Linked DNA regions of Mus musculus: regions 1 and 3 are each linked to region 2. Evidence: chromatin contacts called from public HiChIP or PLAC-seq data. All regions are on one chromosome and are shown on one strand. Each heading gives the region's core, a stretch centred on a gene start, on an enhancer-like site or on the middle of the called end of the contact. The rest is flanking DNA. Distances are from core to core; before and after follow the strand shown. Region 1 holds the start of Chst3 (carbohydrate sulfotransferase 3). Region 2 holds the start of Ddit4 (DNA-damage-inducible transcript 4). Region 3 has its middle 12 kb from the start of Mcu.

Evidence for each region. HiChIP or PLAC-seq counts read pairs in DNA pulled down with a chosen protein or histone mark.
Region 1: a contact with region 2 is called in an H3K4me3 HiChIP or PLAC-seq map of embryonic stem cells, with 7 times the contacts expected there. The contact joins the promoter of Chst3 here to the promoter of Ddit4 in region 2. A contact is called at or near these places in 2 of 39 promoter capture datasets (the C10 cell line and pre-B cells), 2 of 484 Hi-C or Micro-C datasets (the CH12 cell line and embryonic stem cells) and 8 of 115 datasets of contacts at active chromatin or transcription factors (the 230-238 cell line, craniofacial prominence, embryonic stem cells and 1 more).
Region 3: a contact with region 2 is called in an H3K4me3 HiChIP or PLAC-seq map of intestinal villus epithelium, with 5 read pairs. The contact joins the enhancer-like site here to the promoter of Ddit4 in region 2. A contact is called at or near these places in 1 of 484 Hi-C or Micro-C datasets (regulatory T cells) and 5 of 115 datasets of contacts at active chromatin or transcription factors (astrocytes, effector CD8 T cells, embryonic stem cells and 2 more).

Annotation. Positions count from the first base shown.
Region 1 is chr10:60,216,955-60,220,630 of GRCm38.p6, forward strand. Chst3 (carbohydrate sulfotransferase 3) reads right to left here and starts at 2,306. Exons shown (of 4, transcript NM_016803.3): 1 at 1,950-2,306.
Region 2 is chr10:59,949,979-59,953,573 of GRCm38.p6, forward strand. It overlaps Ddit4 (DNA-damage-inducible transcript 4), which reads right to left and starts at 1,792. Exons shown (of 3, transcript NM_029083.2): 1 at 1,719-1,792; 2 at 1,339-1,594; 3 at 1-1,051. The coding sequence starts at 1,534. The coding sequence ends at 558.
Region 3 is chr10:59,627,034-59,630,546 of GRCm38.p6, forward strand. No RefSeq gene overlaps it. Among named protein-coding and RNA genes, the nearest start is that of Mcu, 12 kb to the left of the region's middle. Within about 2 kb of position 1,793, at least 41 of the 459 cell types and tissues checked have an H3K27ac peak or open chromatin away from gene starts, as enhancers often do. A contact at or near this core is called in astrocytes, intestinal villus epithelium and pancreatic cancer cells, where this site is marked.

The sequences.
Region 1 (3,676 bases), core at 1,056-3,555, 270 kb after region 2:
TATGCTTCTGCCTACAGAGCCTGTACAGACAGGCTGGTGTGGTGAAGTCAGCACAATTCTGAAATCAGACTCTCCAGGTTCAAATCCTGGCTTGGTCTCTTACCAACGGTACGACTCTGTCTCGGGGACAGTATCTGTGAAGCTGCTGACTGCAGAAGACATGAAGAAGGTGGAGAGGGGCTATAGGAAGGAGGCAGGGCGTTATTCTGCCCAGAATTGGGGATGGCCAAGAACAAATCTCTCCTGTCTCCTCTGGGCTTGGCACTACCCACGAATCTTGCTAATCCTGGCATTTAGGGCCCTGGAGTCTACACTGCTGCTAGTAAGTGTTCTTCAGCAACGGGAGTGGGGACTGACACATTTCTTCCCTGTGACAGGCCAAGGCCATCCTCACATCTTTGTGGACTCTCAGCTGCTGGCAGCCCCAGTTCCAGGAAAAAGGGATGTTTTTGCCCCTCGGGGAGCCTCACACCAGCTGGCAGAGAAGAGCAGACATGGATAGTCTGTACCAGAACTATGACCACCCTCTCAAGGATGCTATCACGTGCTACCGTCAAGTCAAGACACAGCTTCTACTGGGCTCCTGGAACCACCTTTCTCCAGCCAGGCCATCAAGAGTACACGTCCCCAGCTCCACATGTCCCAGGGACTCTACCCCAGCATATACCCACTGGCCTTTTTTCTCCACTAACTCACCTCCACCCACAGTGGGGGCATGGGAGGATTAATGTAATCTACTTCCACTGTCTACTGCAGAACTCCCCAAGTCTGCCAAACAGCACCCAACTTCTCCAATCCCATTCCTTTCCCCCACATAGCCAGATGCTGAAATGGAACCTTCCTCTTGCTCTGAGGAGGGAGAGGTGACCATGAGGCACAGTGGACTCCGGCCACACACACCCCACCACCACCACCCAAGACACCAGGCAGGGCTTCCTGCAGCCAGCAAGGTCTTTTTCTCTCCAAGAAGATCAATGCCAATTCAGCCGAGGCTCACTGGGCTCCGCTTGAGGCAAGTCCATAATTCACTACCGGTGCCCTCAATCACCAGACAGCTAAGACTGGGTGCCCAGCACTGCACTAGCCCCAAGATCCTTAGGACATGCAGGACACTACGAATCAGAAACCAAGCAGACATTCTGGTACAAGACAGGCCAACAAGCCTGGTTTCATCCTGACTTTAGTCTCAGCTCAATCCACGGCCCCATTTATATGGCCCCGAGCTGAGATCCCCTATGGAAGTTCCTCTGAGGAAGCACATCCGCCAGGGTCTCAGCTTCCTTGCAACGCCCTGTCACGAACACCACGCAGATTGTCAGGCGCAGCACCAGCACACAGCCTTTTCCTTACAGCTTAAAGACCCCAGTCCAGAAGAACTTTAAAAGTTTCCAAATCACTGGCTCTGGTCTCCCCCATCTACCTCCGGAAGGGCTGCGCATACCCAGGCACATCATCTAGACGCCGAGTTTCCACACCAAATCCGCCCTTGCTAGCCCGGGACAAGTGACTTCAACGATTGCTTCTTTCTCCCCGTTCCTGGGCCTCAGTGGGTCTCAGGCACCGCTTCCCAAAGCCCGGGCAGCTAGTAGTCCCCTGCTATGGAGTTTGGGGGCTCCATTTCAATGGTGGGTGGAGCTGCGGGACCAGCAAAGAACCCAAGCTGGTTTAAAAGTTCCCAACCCTGGAGGCTCCTAGAAGCAGGAGTTGCACTTGGGAGTATGCAGGACGTTCGGCGTGAAGATGCCTCACTTGTGGTTTGTGCGGTGACCTGGCTGTGGGTACATGGCAGATGAGAATTTGGCAGCGTGGGGTTTTCCCCGCGCAGGGAACTCCCCGCCCGCCCTCCGCCGGTCCCCTTCTCCTCCAAAAGTTTGGCGCGCGCTCTGGGATGCGGTCGGTGACCGCCTGGGGCCCAGGAGGCGGTGCCGGGACGCGGGCGCCCCACTTACCCCGGTCGAGCCTCCTCCTCCCGGCGGGCGGATCCGACACTCCGGAGGTCGGCGTCCAGCCCCGGCAGCATCCGCCCCCAACTGCGCTCTCGGCTCAGAAAATGCTGGGGCTGCGCTCCCCACGGCGCCCACTCTGCGTCCTCGGCTAGTGCGGGGAGGGAGGCGCGGCCGGGCTGGTCCCCTCGCTGGGCGGGAAGCGGCGCCAGGCGGGCGGTGTCCTAGCTGCAGGCGAACGATCGGTCCTACCCACGACTCCGATCCCGCTAGCGACCGGAGGCGGCCTCCTGAGCCGGCAGCTGCAACTTTGGGAGCCCCGCGCCTCTCCTCCAGACTCCCCACCTCACTCCACACGCGCACCCGGCAACTTGGGGACGCTCGGTGAAGTTGGCGCGGCCGCCCACCCGGCCTCTCGAAGAGGATGGAGGAGGCGGAGGACTCAGGGAGGAGGGAGGAGCCGGGAGGAAGGGCAGCAGCCCCCCCTATCCCCCCTGGGAGCCTCGCTCTCCTCGACCCCTCCGTGGGCCTTTGTTCCCGACTTAGCTGCGTCCCGGGGGACTCGCCAGGGCTGCTCCATCCCTACCCTTGAGGACGAGGCTGGGAGGAGCTTCCAGCCCCAAGGAAGAGAGTTCAGGGGCACGGCTTCAAGGAGAGTTGTCCAGCTTGAGCCCCCCCCCCCCATGCTGCTGCCCACCCTGAACATGAGGACCTTCCTGTCCCTCTGAGGATGCTTCCTGGAATTTTGAAAAGCCACCGTCCTCCTTCCCTGGGCAGCCACAGGTTGCAGAAGTGTTCTTGGTGCTTTCTCACAGAGCCCCCAGGACAAGATGTGGAAAGGGTTCTCACCAAGAAGCTCAGAGGGAGCTGGACCCCCTTGGCATTAGCTTAAGACCCCTTTGGACTGCTGGCACTCCTGAGGTGGAGGTCATGTCACTTCTGAGTGATGATGAGTGGTAAGTATTGCTGGGTCTGTAAAAGGGCCAGCTTCGCCAAGACTGCTGTAAAGGGCCCAGTGTTGGACAGCAAGCCAAACTTCAGGTTATAAGTTCCAGTCCTGGTGATGTACACGATTCTTTGAGGTCTCCCAGTCCAGCTTTCTTTTCCAGGACTCTAGCTAACTTCAGGCCTGAGACGGCCCTCCTGACGTTTCTTGGGCTTTTGTAAGGTTTAGACAAAATAAGCAATTGTCTATAAAGGAGAAGTGAGAAAATATAAAAAAGGAAACATACACATCTGTCCTTGGCCCCGCTCTGTCATGCTGAACATTTATATCAGCGGAAGACATTAACAGACTCAGGTAGCAGATACAAAGCTGGACAGAATGGGCAGTGAGACCCAGGTGGCTCCAAGACCTCCTCTCAGGTCCCTAATTAGAAGGTTGGTAGGAATCTGCTAACCTGTTGTCTAGCAGGGGCCTGATGGAAGTGTGGTCGTGCCCTGCACTATGATGTGAGACCCGCAGCTAGCTTTCAGCAGAAAACCCTCACTGGCTGCCTGTGTTCTGTAGCCTATTAGGGGAAACCAGAACTGGAGTTGTGATACACCTCAGGGCACACAAAGACCAAAAGTTAGACCTGTGTCAGGCTGAGAATAGAGCCTAGTGGATAGAAAGCTTGGCTTCAGTTCTCCAGCACCACATAAATTTGGGTGTGGTGATGCATACTTGCAATCCCAGAACGTGGGAGGTGGAGGTGGGAGGATCGGAATTTCATGGTCATTCTCAGCTATAG
Region 2 (3,595 bases), core at 542-3,041:
TGCAGTCTGTAAGATAGCTGCCTCGAACAGGTCAGTAGTGAAGCGCCGATCCCCACCCCCCAAAACCAAGATACAAAACAAATGACAAAACACACTAGGTCCTTTCAGACCAGAAGATACACAAACTGTCGGCCACCTCCCCCTGCCTCCCCCCCAGCCCCCAACCCCCAGCCGGGGCAGAGGCCAGTGCAGACCAGCTGCCCTTCTGGCTCTGGCCCACAACTGCTGTTGTAACTTGTCAGTAATAAAAAAAAATAAGGTACATGCTACATACACATCCAGCCAGAAGCCTGTGTGACTCCTAAGCCTTTGTTTCATGCTACAGTACTGAGGGGCGTGTGCCCCAACAGGGAGCCACCTGCATACAACCTAGAGACTTCCTGGAGAACACTTCCTTCCCCCACCTGGCCCTGCGCCCCTCAGGTGGCTATCGTCAGTTTTCTAACACAGGGGACAGTCCTTCAGTCCTTGCCTGCGGGTCTCCACCACAGAAATTCCTTGTCTTCACTTTGGGGGGCAGTGAGAAACCCTCCCCGCACCCCACCCCAGGATGTAGTTCAACACTCTTCAATGAGCAGCTGCTCGGAGCTGTAGAGTTTCTTCTTGATGACTCTGAAGCCGGTACTTAGCGTCAGGGACTGGCTGTAACCAGGGACCAAGGAAGAGTTGGCAGAACTTAACAGCCCCTGGATCTTGGGCCAGAGGCGAGAGTCCAGACGCAGCACCAGGGTCAACTGAAAGGTGGGCACCAGGCTGGGGTCGAGGGCCAGCTGAGCCACGCTATGGCAGCTCTTGCCTTGCTCCACACACACGTCCAGCAGTGCCCCCCGCAGGCCGCACGGCTCACTGTATGCCAGGCGCAGGAGTTCCTTGCCCACCTGGCTCACCAGCTGGCTCGGCATGAGCAAACGCGCAGGGCGCCGCGAGCCCAATCGCGCCTGGGACAGGCTCTCCTGCAGCAGCTGCATCAGGTTGGCACACAGGTGCTCATCCTCGGGGTCACTGAGCAGCTCAAAGTCGGGCAGGGACACCCCATCCAGGTATGAGGAGTCTGGATAGAGAGAACACAGGGAAAGGGTATTGTATTAGAGCGCCTTCCACAGGAGCTGTACGGGCGGGGGAGGTGCAGTTTGCCTAAGCAAACAGTGTCCCTTTCCACTCCGTGCCTCAGTTTCCGCCCCGCAGTCTTGTCTTCTAACCCTAGAGTAATCTGTTTTTTCGTGCTGGGGTGGGAAGCCAAGGTGGCTTTGAGCCGATTCAGCTCGCTTCGTACCCACCTCCCGGGACCCCTCCCACCCCCCATCCCCGAACCCAATTCGGCCCCGGCTGAGTGCTCACCTTCCTCCGGCCCGAAGCCACTGTTGCTGCTGTCCAGGGACTCGCAGTCCGAGCTCTCCAGGCTCGCGCAGCGGTCAAGGCCCTCTTCTCTGGCTGCAGACCCCCAGGCGGAGCGCGGCGGCCGATCAGCGGCCGGAGTTCGAGACGAGGACGAAGAGGAAGAGGAGGACGAGAAACGATCCCAGAGGCTAGGCATGGCGGGGTCAGACGCCAGGACGCTGGCTGCTAAGGTCCGAATGAAGGCGCACAGAAGCCGCTGAAAGACAAGAGGGACAAGGATTTGGCGTCAGTGTCGGCGTTGCACAGGATTGAGGGCTCTGAGGCCCCAAGAGCCGAGGTCACTCCCCGACAAGATGTGCACACCCGGGAGGGACACTCACCAGCTAGCGCGGTCAGCGAAGATTGCGGACAAGAGCGCTCTGCCTCTCGAAGGGTGAGCGAACTGGTGCCAACCCCCGATCGCTGCCCGGACCTGTCCCTTCGAACCCTCTCGCACCTCCCCCCTGCCTGCTGCGATCCCTAGCACCAGCGAGCAGCAGCCTATAAGGGCTCTCCCGGCGAGGCCACGCCCCCTCCAGGTCGCAGCCCAATCGAGACCCGGGAGTGTGGCCCACCTCAGCCAATAGGCACCGGGCGCACGTTCGCAACGTTCTCTCCTGCCTGGTGACAGCGGCCTGGCCCCGCCCCCACGGAGCCCCAGAACGCTCCCGGCCGAACCCCTCTCCCCTCGCCTTAGCTTCGGCCACACCCCCTTTCTGGAAGGGATCCGAGGCGGCTTTCAGCAGCTGCCAAGGTCCCTGAGGGCGCTCGCGGTAGGGGAGGATCAAGGAAAGACTTGTTTATTATAGGGGCGCGTTGCTGGGGGAGGGGACGGCCCGTGACTGCACTGAAAAGAAGAGTTGGGGGACCTGGTGCGGCTTGAGCAGGGGAGAAAGGTACCCCTAGCTTCTGGGAGCCCAAGGGCCAAGGACACTACCGGGCGCACAACTGGATGCCCCATGGGACCGTGGCGCGGCGGCAGACGTTACTCCGTTGTCCCATGAGCATCAGTCCCACGCTGTCTTTGCTTCTGACACGCGATGCACTTTTGGTAATAGGTCCAAAGACAAGGCATCTCAGGGCCATCGGCTCCCACGTCCCCTCATCAGTGTTCCTGTTACTCTGCAGCCCCGGGGGAGCAGGGTGTAGGTTCAGGAGGACATCAAGTGCTTGCCAATTCGAGATTGTCCTCTAGCAGAGGGTTTGGGTAGGAGTTAGAGTTCACGGACTCCGATTCTTAGCGCCTGGTCCACGGCCAGGGAACAAGGGCTCACATCAAACCGACACAGTGACCCACCCGCAGGCCTTAGGGGGACAGAACACTGCAGGGCCAAGTGCCTCCCAAACCCACTGCGGCAGAGCCCCTGGCGTCCGCCGGGTCCTAGAACCCCTCCCATGCTTTGTGTTAAGGGGGGGAAAAGCGGCGGATCGGGGGTGGGGGGTGGGGTGGCAGGAGAATTCAATTCAATGGAACCCAGGACCGAGGTCTTTGGAAAAGTCCAAATGCAAGAGCCATATGGGGTTTCATCATTCAGGCGAGGCAACAGGAAATATAGCCTGGCAGCGATGCTCTAGGGCTGATAGCGATTTGTTTAGGGTAGGAGGAGATTCAGTCGGACTAGACCTGTTTTTTTGTTTTTTTTTTTGTTTTTTTTTTTTATAAAAAGGTTTGTTAATGTAGGACACTGGGACCCTGATGGAAGAAAAGACCAAACTTACATCAGACACTCTGGCCCGGCGGGCAGGAACCAAACCAGATCAGACAGGCAAGCATCACATCGCTACAGGGCAGGTTTGCTTTGACACATGACACTTGCCAGGGAAGTCAGGCCACTGTCCTTTCCAGCCCCACCCCCACTGCCCAATTTCATCTTTTGGACGGAGTTTCACGGCTGGCTGGCCTGGAACTCCCAGAGATTCTCCTGCCTTTGCCTTCCTAGTTCCAGGATGACAGTGAGTCACGAAGCATAGCTCCTACCACCGATATTTTTAAAATTAAAATTAAAAGCCTGACTTTTAGAACAGCCAGGTCTTAGAACTGCAAAAGGATGGGAATCCAAGCTCTCCCACACGTACTCTCATTTTACAGGTGGGAGACACATGGTCAGGGCAGTGGTGGCACACGCCTTTAATCCTAGCACCTGTGAAGCAGAGGCAGGCAGATTTCTGAGTTCGAGGCCAGCCTGGTCTACAGAGTGAGTTCCAGGACAGCCAGGGC
Region 3 (3,513 bases), core at 543-3,042, 320 kb before region 2:
CAGTTGCACAGAGATGACATAAAATAAAGCGTCAACGAGGGCCCCTTTTCTTAGGTTTAATAATTCCAGTGGACTCCCTTTGTTCGCTCAGCCGCAGGGGAGGGGACTGTGTCTAGCAGTTGTTGTCCTGTAGCCTTTATCCATCAGTTTCTTTCCTGTCTTTTCAATGGCTTAAGATCTTTGTGGCTAGGCTAGGGTGTAGCTCAGTGGGAGAGCGCCTGCCTGGCAGTTTTCAGGCCTTGGGCCTTGGTGATCTGGATCACGCAGGCCAGGGCTGCATAAACTGACTGGCTCTTGTTACTGGAAGTGGACTGTGGCAGTCAGGATTTTGAGATTAATGATATACACCTTTTAAAAAAACATTTTTGTTCATCTTTTGAAATTTTTATACTATACTTTGGTCATATTCTTTCCCCTCCCCCAACTCCTCCCAGATCCTCCACCTCCTTCCTACCCACCCAGCTTCCAGTTCTTTCTCTTACTGTGTGCCTTTAACCCTAGCACTCAGGAGGTAGAGGTAGGAAGACCACAAGTTCAAGGCCATCCTCAACTACAAAGAAAGTTGGAGGCTAACCTGAGCTACAGACCCTGTCTCAAAATATATATAAATTGATAATTATGAAGTAAATTATATTTGTTCAAAGTCTAATATGAGTCAGGCTTGTAGCAGATGTAATCCTATCATCTTGGAGGCAGAGACAAGAGGACCATGAGGTCAAGTCTACCCTGAGCTTCACAGTGAGTCTCTGTCTCAAAAACTTTAAAAAAAAAAAGTGAGCTAGCTGTTGTCTCTGGATTTAAGGACAGTTTTGATCCCCATCTTTGGACTGAGTTTCTCAGCAGTGAGAAAATTGACACTGGTGCTCAGTACCAAGCAGTTTAGTCCACCTGTCACCTAATTATCACCTATGGCGAGTGTGACTGAAGTACCTGTTTGACAAGTGTCTGGAGGGCACAAATACCCACAGCACACTCCCAGCCCATGGTAACGATGGTGTCTATGATTGCCCAGGTGCCCGAAACCCAGGCTCTTGTTACTGTGGCAGCGAGGATTTTGAGATTAAAGCTATACAACTTAAAAATGGTTTTTATTCTTTTTTTTCCCCCTTAAACTCTCATACAATATATTTTGGATCATAATCTTCACTTCCTTTTCCCAACTCTTCCCAGATCCTCCACCACTTCCCTACCTGCTCAACTTCATGTTCTTTCTCTTCAAAACCAAATAAACACACACACACACACACACACACACACACACACACACACACAAACAACAAAAAACAATATGGAGTCCAGTGGGTGTACACTAAGCCCTCCCAAGCATGGGACCTGTACAACTTCACATATTGGCTTTTAAAAACAGATATGAGTAAAAAGAGCCTTGTAAATAATGTGACCCTGTTACTTGATTGGATCTCCTTGACCCTCCGAAACTAAGGATACCTACTGGTGTGAATGTTTTGTCCATTAACTTAGTAAGAAAATGAGACTAATACCGTCTCTGAGTGCGGAGGACTCAGTGGACTCGGACACAGCACTTAGTGTTTTGCGCACCTTGGCTCACTCACCCCCTCACCAGCATTAGAATACTGGTGCCCCTCTTTCTGTAAGCGGAAACTCTGAGGTTAAGTTATCTGTCCAAACTGAGTACCCAAACTCAAGGACCCTAGCTCCTACATCGGTAACACAGCCTGCCTTTCCGGAAGGCACGCTCTCAGTACACAGTCCAATCTAATCCTCTTAATACTACCGTGTAGCATGGCCTTTCTTTTCAGTGCCTGGGACCGAAGCCAGTGTTTTACAGGCTAAGCACATACTCCAGCACTGAGCTACATCCGCAATCCCAGCAATGCCTGTTTTCTCTCCAGGACATTCAGTTTGCAAAAGAGGGAACAAATCAGCACGGAAGGTTTGAGCTGAAAAAGACCTCTCTAATTAAGGCTCTCTGGCCACAGAGAACTCCTTGAGGTCTAAGCTCTTAACAGACTTTGTGTGGGTCACAAAGCTACTTAATGGATGGGCAGGACTGAGAGTCAGTTTTTCTGCCTCTGAAGGTACATCCCTTTCCCTACACCAGAAACCCTCCCCTCCCACATCCTGGTCTTTCAGGGTACTGCTATCTAGAACAGGGTTCAAAGTTCTTGTTGACTCTAAACGGAGTGGCCAAGGGGACACAAGAAGGGTGGGTAATTAGGACAATAAATGCTTACAGCTTCCACTTCCTGATCTGTATTCGGGGCCACTTCCAATTGCACCCAGTCAAGTGCTGTGTGCTGGGCTGGAAAATCCCATCCGTCTTCAATCGGCTTCTCCACATTAGCTGCGTCTCGATACTTCAAACCCTGACACGGTTTGCTCCTTTGGGTTGAACACTAGAAACAGCTGTTAAAATGCCAACAGCTGAACGTCTAAATAAAATCTTGTCGATACATTTGCAGGACTTTATTTATGGAATCAGCCATTTGTCTGCTGAGAAGGTCCCGAAGGAGTGCCTCTGTTGAGCCTGTCTCAGTGGGATCCAATGGCATGGGAAAGCAAGGTGGATAAATAGGAACTGCAGGGAGGGGCCGTGGCTGGATGAAGTCACCGAGTACCTGGAGAATACACTAGAAAGGGAAAGGGAGTGGGAGAGAGACAGGTGAAGGATGGAGTAGCTCTCTATACCTTGCAGAATGGAATACAGATTGAGTTTCTACGCCTGTGCCAGAGGACCATCTAGATGGATTGCCCTGCTTACTGTTACTACTCTTTTTCCCATTTTGAAACAAAGTCTCAATGCGTAGCTCTGACTAGCCTCAAACTCACCGAGATCTTGCCTCTGCCTTGGCCTCCTGAGTGCTGGATTTAAAGGCATGCCCAAAGGTTGGTTAGGACCACTTGTTCTTTTTGTTTTGTTTTGTTTTGTTTTGTTTTGTTTTGTTTGTTTTGTTTTTTTTTCGAGACAGGGTTTCTCTGTATAGCCCTGGCTGTCCGGGAACTCACTTTGTAGACCAGGCTGACCTCGAACTCAGAAATCCACCTGCCTCTGCCTCCTGAGTGCTGGGATTAAAGGCGTGGGCCATCACTTGTTCTTTTTGTAGAGGACCCAGGTTCAATTCCCAGTACCCACATGATGGCTCATAACAACCTGTAACTTCAATTTCAGGGGTTCATATATTGTCTATAGACCTTGGTGGGTACTGTATATGTGATATACAAACATATATGTAGGTAAAAAATTCCTACAATAAGATAATAAAATCTTAAAAATAAAATAAAAGCACAGGCCACCAAGCCTTCTCCAATGTGGCTCTCTTCTTCTCAAGAAGGTCAAAGAAGAAGAGAAGAGACTAAAAGATCAGCGCCTGGCTGTAGCCTGTGGCTTGCTGAGACCCACCCTGTGCAGTCTCTGGTGTGCATCAGACATCACCATCCCAACTGTACAAACGAGAAATGGAAGATCCAAACAGCTTATATCCCTTCCCTGATGCACGTGCCTGAGAGCTCACTCCAGGGGGCTGAGCACTGAAT